Regions from separate parts of the Mus musculus genome. Here region 1 is linked to region 2. Evidence: chromatin contacts called from public targeted proximity ligation data. All regions are on one chromosome and are shown on one strand. The core of a region is the stretch at or near the end of the contact, and the rest is flanking DNA. Distances in the headings are between cores, read along the strand shown. Region 1 has its middle 27 kb from the start of Scgb1a1. Region 2 overlaps Gm36913 (a long non-coding RNA gene).

Region 1 (3,637 bases), core at 500-2,999, 870 kb after region 2:
AAGGAGTTCAAGGGCAGCCTCAACCACATATCGGGTTTTAAGCCAGCAAATATTACATGAAACCCTATCTAAGAAACACACACACATACTGAAGAGAAAGAGGAAGAAGAGGAGGGACTGAGGGAAGGAGGGGAAGGAGGAAGAAGAGAGGAAGGAGGGGGAGAGAGTAGAAGAGGAAGAAGACTTGACCAGGAAAAAGGCCTCAAGAGAAACCAGATCTGCTGATACTTGGACCTTGAACTTCCAGATTCCATACCTGTATGAAAAATACATTTCTGTGAATTTCCCACCCATCTGTGGTACTTCATTATGGTAGCCCTAGCCCACCAGCACCACTAACACCGCTAGCCCCTGCTGCTCTCTGTCACTGGTGATAACAACTCTGAGCTACCCTCCAGTTTCTTCACTGAATCTCCTAACCCAGAGGCCATTATTATCCCCATTTTAAAGTTGGGAAAACTGCTAAGTAGTGGTGGTGGTGGTGGTGGTGGTGGTGGTGGTGGTGGTGGTGGTGATGGTGGTGACACACACCTTTAATCCCAGCTCTCAGGAGGCAGAGGCAGGTGGATCCTTGAGTTGGGGGTCAGCCTGGTCTACAAAATGGGTCCCAGGACAGCCAGGGCTATTCAAAGAAACCTGTCTCAAAAAGTCAAAATATAAATCATAAATAAATGCAATTAGGAAGAGTGGGGCTCAGAGAGTTTAGTTACTTCCCCCCAAGGTTATTCATCAGATAAATAACAGGGACAACATCTCAATCCAGAGCCTGTCCTCCTGGCCATTGTGCTGAACTGGGACACTCATGGCACTAGTCTGTAGAAAGTCACACTTGGGGCTGCGGAGATGGCTCTGAGGTTAAGAGCACTGGCTGTTCTTTGAGAGGACCCAGATTCAATTTCCAGTATTCAATGGCAGTTCACACTGTCTCTAATCTGACACCCTCACACAGACATGCACGCAATACACATGAAATAAAAATAAAGAAATTTCAAGAAAAATAGTCACACTGTACCCAAGCTCTCATGCTAGCTGGATGTAACTCTTAGTTGAATCACCTCTTGGAACAGTGAGGGCATGTCATGCCAAGAGCCCAGAAACCTCATGTCTTGCACCACACTGCCATTCCTACAGAATAGTCTTATACTAGCTCCGGATCAGGATAAAGTATTGTAAATGTGATAAACTCTGGGAGGAGGGAGAGAGCGCTGGTGCACATGGTTCATGGAACCATCAAAGCATCCGCTCTTTGAGAAGCACCTCTGCTCTTTGTAACAGGAATGCGGGTGTGGAGCCCTTTGCCATCAGCTCACTGGTCACCAAAGAGCTCCTCCATCTCCCAGTGTCCTTGAGGAAGGCAGTCAATTGGCTCAGTAAGCAAAGGGCTTTGTCCACAAGCAGCAGAACTGACAGCTGCCTACCAAGTGTAAGAATGTGGCCTCTGCCTCCCCACATACCAGAGATCAGAGCTACAACAGGCCCTAGAGATGGCCTCTCCTGATCCCTTCACCAAAGGGACCGGAGGGCATGGTAAACAGCCATCAGTTCTGCAACAAGGTAGCCTGGCAGAAAGCTGGAGTGGACACTCACTTCTTGCCATTGGCACACCCTCTTATGGGCCCCCAGCCAGAAAACACCAAGTCATCCTTTGTACTCAACAAAGCCAAGCTTTGTCAGCACCCAGTTACTCTGGAGCGTGGGAGCCGAGAAAAACTTGACTGGTACTCATGATGTTCTTTGCCCAGTCCTCATGCCTAATATGTAAGTCATCTTACGCTATTCCCTTTCTAGCCCCTTGCAGTAGCGTTACTCAATGTGTGGTGCCTAACCTTCTGCACAAGGCTCTCCCCAGGTTCCACTTGATCAGACTCACTAGGGTACATTTATGAAACACTGTGGGTGATTCTGAGGCCTGTGTCCTGCTGGATCCTTTATTTACCTGTCTGAGGAAGTCAGACATACCCTGATGTCTGAGAAAGGAAGACAGCTTGTCCTGTACCACTTGGCTTGCAGTACTAAAACCCTGGACAATCCAGGATAAAACAAGATGGCTGCCGAGCCCGGTGGCGCACACCTTTAATCCCAGCACTTGGGAGGCAGAGGCAAGCGGATTTCTGAGTTTGAGGCCAGCCTGGTCTACAAAGTGAGTTCCAGGACAACCAGGGCTATACAGAGAAACCCTGTCTCGAAAAACAAAAACAAAAACAAAAACAAAACAAAAAAAAACAAGATGGCTGGTGTATGAGTTACTTGCTCAGTTGCTGTGACAAAAATGTGGCAACAGCCACCTATGGAAAGAAAACTTTATTCAGGCTCACAGTTTGAGGGTACAGCCCATCATGGTGGAAGCCATGGCAACAGGAGCTTGAGACAGCTGGTCCACATTGGATCCACAGTCAGAGCAAGAGTGAATGCTGGTGCTCCACATTTGTATGCAGTCAGGGACCTTATCCTACGGATGATGCTCCTCACTCTCAATGCAGGTCTTCCTACTTCAGCTAAACTAATTGCAGTAATCCCTTACAGATGTGTTTAGAGGAGGCTTGTCACTTCAGTGATTCTAGATCCTGTCAAGATGACAATCCATATCACAGACATATGCAGCTAGTCACTCCAGCACATCTAAAATTCCCCACACAAGGGTCAGGAGAAGGGGCACCAGCAGGTGAGAACTCTTCTCCACAGCCCTCACAGAGTTGGAATGTACCACAAATATACTCAGAATTTACGTGGGTGTGGCTGAAGTCTGGGATTTCACAACATTTCAGATGAAAAAAAAAAAATGAAAACAGACCACAAGGAACTGAGTCAGGAGCTCTGGAAATGGGTCCAACTTCCGCTGCCTGCCCTCTGCCCAAAACTACGGTCACCACCCTTCACAAGAACAGCAAATACCTGCCTCCAGCTGGCTGCTCCTTGGAGAGAAGGGAGTTGTGAGAGCCATCGTTGCTTTCTCTCCCCTCCAAAGAACATAGCTGCTTCATTGTCCTCCATCAGCAGGGACAAATCCAGCAAGCAAATGAATGCACTCTAAAGTCAAGCCATAGTCCATCAGGGGCTGGGATTAAAGATGTGGACCACCACTGCCTGGCCTCGCCTAAGAGTTTTAGAACTAATTCTTCAAAAGCATTTTGAGTTTTCTACAACTGAAACTTTTTATTTCTGAAAGTAACTTTTGAAAAAGAAAACAAAAGAGGCCATGAATTTGAGTCTGAACAAGATGAGAGGGACATGGGAGGGACTGGGAGGAAGAACGGGAAGGGGAGCAAATGGTGTAATCAATATTTTAATTTTAAAAATTAAAAAAAAGAAATGCAGGTCACCTTCAAGTTATAAGCCATGACAAAATGGGAGCAATCATCCAACAATTGACGTATCTATAGTTGGCTCAGTAAAGGCCCGGCTGTGCAGAGGCCTCCAGGGAATGAATGAGTCACTTTATAAGGCAGGATAACTGAAGGTGAAGGCTTTACATGAAGGCCATTTCAACTTTTAAGTACACTCGTTCTGAAACGGCCTCTTGTTCCTGCCTTCTGAAGCAGACCACAAGTCAGACAGACACACGGAAGCATAAGCTTCCGATCCTGGTGCCAGGAGGCTGAAGCAGTGGGATTGACGTGAGTGTGAGGCCAGTCTGAGC
Region 2 (3,370 bases), core at 656-3,155:
AGAAACAGTATGAAAAGCTTTTGTCATTGAATCCGTACAGTGACCCTGTGATATTAATGGCATCTCTTTTAAGGGATGAGAAAACTGATAAAAAGGACTAAGAGTCCTGGAACAGAAATTGATCCCTACTCTAGTGGGCTCCATGGACACAGATCTCTTGGCCATACCAGAGAGTCTTCCATTTAGTGTTGGGACTGAGACAGTATCTATATCCCTGCCAGGGGGTTCCCATTATACCCGGTGTTTTTCTCACTGTAGTACAATTATTCCGTTTTGTATTGTTATAACAAAAACCTGGCTTGTGAACCTTATTAACTTAAAAGGGGCCATTAATTAACTTATATTTCTAGTGGTAAGACCAAGATCATGGCACTTGTATGAGAGATGGAACTACAAAAGTGATACCATGTACAAAAGAACACTCAAAGCAAGAAAAAAATGAAGTCTTGGAAGGGCCAGGCTTCATCCTCTGCAATAAGCTATCCTCTCCAGAATCAATCTAGTTCCATAAGACCTTAACCAACCACTTGCTCATTCTGCACAGCTTGGTCCTGAGAAACCTGACTGGAGAAACTTGGGAATGAAGAAACGACAGCTACAAATACAGAAAAGCTGGGGTCAGGTGGGCAGTGCTGGCTCTGATGGAGAGCACCTACTATGTTGCCTGGAAACTCAGCTTTTATTAGGTACAACCTAAGGAGAAGTGTTTAGTAGGAGGTTTCTGTAGGGGAGCAGTCTCAGACTGCTGTCATCCAGGAGACAGAAGCTGTAGTTGTAGTGTTTGGCATGCACTCGGTGATTGTTCCTTTTACACACAGTGCTCAATCATTGGTACACTCACACTTGCACCAGAGAAAGCTTTGTCATGTCTCTGAGCCTCACCCAGGTCTGAGGAATTGTGGTCCTTGACATGGTCATGCCCATGTCTACAGTGCACGTTTATTCAGTCAGCACTCCCCAGGCACTTTTTGTTTTTTGAGGTAGGGTCTTACGTAGTCCAAACTGGTCCCAAACTTACACTGTAGCTCAGGATGACCTTACATTTCTGATCCTTCCACCCCTACATCCCAACGCACCACCAGGTCTGATTTTATGCAGTGCTAGGGACTGAATTCAGAGCTTTGTGCATTCTGGGAAAGTATTCTTGAAACTGAACTACATCTCCAGCTCTAATACCATTACACTGGAAGCCCAGCGTGTAAAATACAAGCCTTTGGAGGAGTCATTCTAGCTATTTCCAAACTGTAACAGTAGCTAAAGATTTTCCAAGTTTAAGGAAGAAAGGAAGGAAAGGAGGTTGGTGGGGGCAGAAAGGAGATCTGTGAGGGATTCTGCAACCCCCCATCCCTACTCCCCTGTGAATGAGACATTTCAACATCAAGAGGTGATGACATTTCAGAAGTCTTCAGGCACCAGTATCTGGGGAATTTTCCTCCACATCTTGGGCAAGGCTATGAGTTTCAGGATGTTACCACCGCTGCTCTGTCAAGATGCCCAACTAGAACATTTCCCCACAGTGAAGACCCGAATTCCAGGCAAGGCCCTGCCTCCTGCCAGCTATGCAACCTTAGACCAGGTCAAGTCACCTCTCAGGCCTTAACTTCCTCATCTGAGGCCAGGACTCTGCCTACAGCACTGGACCTGCCCAGCCTACTCAACAGGGATGTTGTCAGTTTCAGCCATAAGGTGTCAACAGTTTTGTGTAAGCTCTCTGGCAGAGTGCCCAGCACCACACTCCTGGAGTGACTCGGACCCCAAGAATGTTCTAGTCCATTACCAGGAAGCATGTGGTGTTTTCTAGTCATGAACTAGCTACAGCAATCCTCTACTTCCTCCCATGGCCTGTGACAGCCCATGACTTCCTCTAGTTGAGAAAGCAGTCTGCATGCATATGGGACAGCAAAGGGACTTTGCCCTCAGAGCAGTGGAACCCGTGACCATGTGTCATTCTACTGTCCTCACAGCTCAGGTGGCCCTGAGCCCTGCCTTACAACAGCCTGGGGTCTATGCTGGGACATGATCCTCAACTCCAGAAAGACTGGCCTGTTCTGTGTGTCTCCCGTGTGGGAGCAGAAAGAGCTGGTCTTAATTAGATGAAGATGGGAAATCTACAAGGCAAGCAACAGCAAGAAACTAAGAGAAGCAGAACATGGTCAGACTTGCAAAGTAATGATGCCAGAAGCTTCTAGAGCATTAGTATTCAATACTTAGGCTTCAAGTTTCCCTTCTTCCAGCTCCCTGTTCATAGCCCCACAGGCCAAAATGGCTGCAGGTACAAGCCACCATGTTCAGCTTCTATTTAGACTTAAAAACAAAAACCAAAACAACCACAATAACAACAAAAACACCCCAACTCATCATTAGTAAAGGTACATATTTAGAAATAGACAGCCTTTTTTAAAAAAAGAATTATTTATTTGTTTATGTATATGAGTACACTGTCACACACCAGAAGAGGGCATCAGATTCTATGTGGTTGCTGGGAATTGAACCTAGGACCTTTGGAAGAGCAGGCAGTGCTCTTAACCATTGAACCGTTTCTCCAGTCTGACTTATTCTTAATTATGTGTATATATGTGTCTGGGTTGAATCTATGTGAGTGCAGGTGCCCTCAGAGTTCAGAAGAGGGCATAGGCTATCTTGAATTACACATAGTCATGAGATGCCCAATGTGGGTTCTGGGAACCAAACTCATGTCCTCTGCCAAGAGTAGTAGTACACGTTCTGTCTTTCTTTGTTTACAGATTTATTTTATTTTTATCTTATGTGTATATCTATGTGTCTGTGTGGTCATGGGGAGCAGGGTATGTGCACATGAGTGCAGGCGCCTGAGGAGTCCAGAGGAAGAAGGTGATCTTGGAGCTGAAGTTACAGGTGACTGTGAACTGTCTGCTGTAGGACTCAAACCTGGCTCCTCCGTCAGAGCAGTATGTGCGCCTCCTAACCACTGAGCCATTTCTTCAGGCCTGTAGAATAGTCTTAGCCTTACCCACTGAACATTCTCTCCAACTCCCAAAACTTCACGTTTTTATCACACAAAATGTTACTTCCTATCCCTAATTGAAATTTTCTATTCTTCTTTAGTGCTTGCTTCTTATTGTTTTTTTACTATTTTCTACATTTGGACAACAGAAGGGGAGAGTCTACTAAATGACAGGAAGGAGGAGGAGGAAGAGGAGGAGGAGGAGGCAGAAGGAGGGGAGGAGGAGGAGAAGAGGAAGAGAAGGAGTTCAGAAACACGCCCCCTCCCCCAAAGGCTCAGGTGGAGGTAGGGTGTTTCCTGTTGCCTCTGTGTATCAGGGATCCCATGGGACCTCAGAATGTTTGTAGAGTTTCTTCTCTGGAGAGCCAGCTATATTGCAGCAGAGGC

The links.
Region 1: a contact with region 2 is called in a targeted proximity ligation map of pancreatic cancer cells. A contact is called at or near these places in 2 of 130 datasets of targeted methods (memory CD8 T cells and pancreatic cancer cells).

Annotation. Positions count from the first base shown.
Region 1 is chr19:9,059,428-9,063,064 of GRCm38.p6, reverse strand. It overlaps a transcript of Ahnak not described here. Among named protein-coding and RNA genes, the nearest start is that of Scgb1a1, 27 kb to the left of the region's middle.
Region 2 is chr19:9,929,801-9,933,170 of GRCm38.p6, reverse strand. The region is part of intron 1 of Gm36913 (a long non-coding RNA gene); the gene reads left to right. Among named protein-coding and RNA genes, the nearest start is that of Gm36913, 16 kb to the left of the region's middle.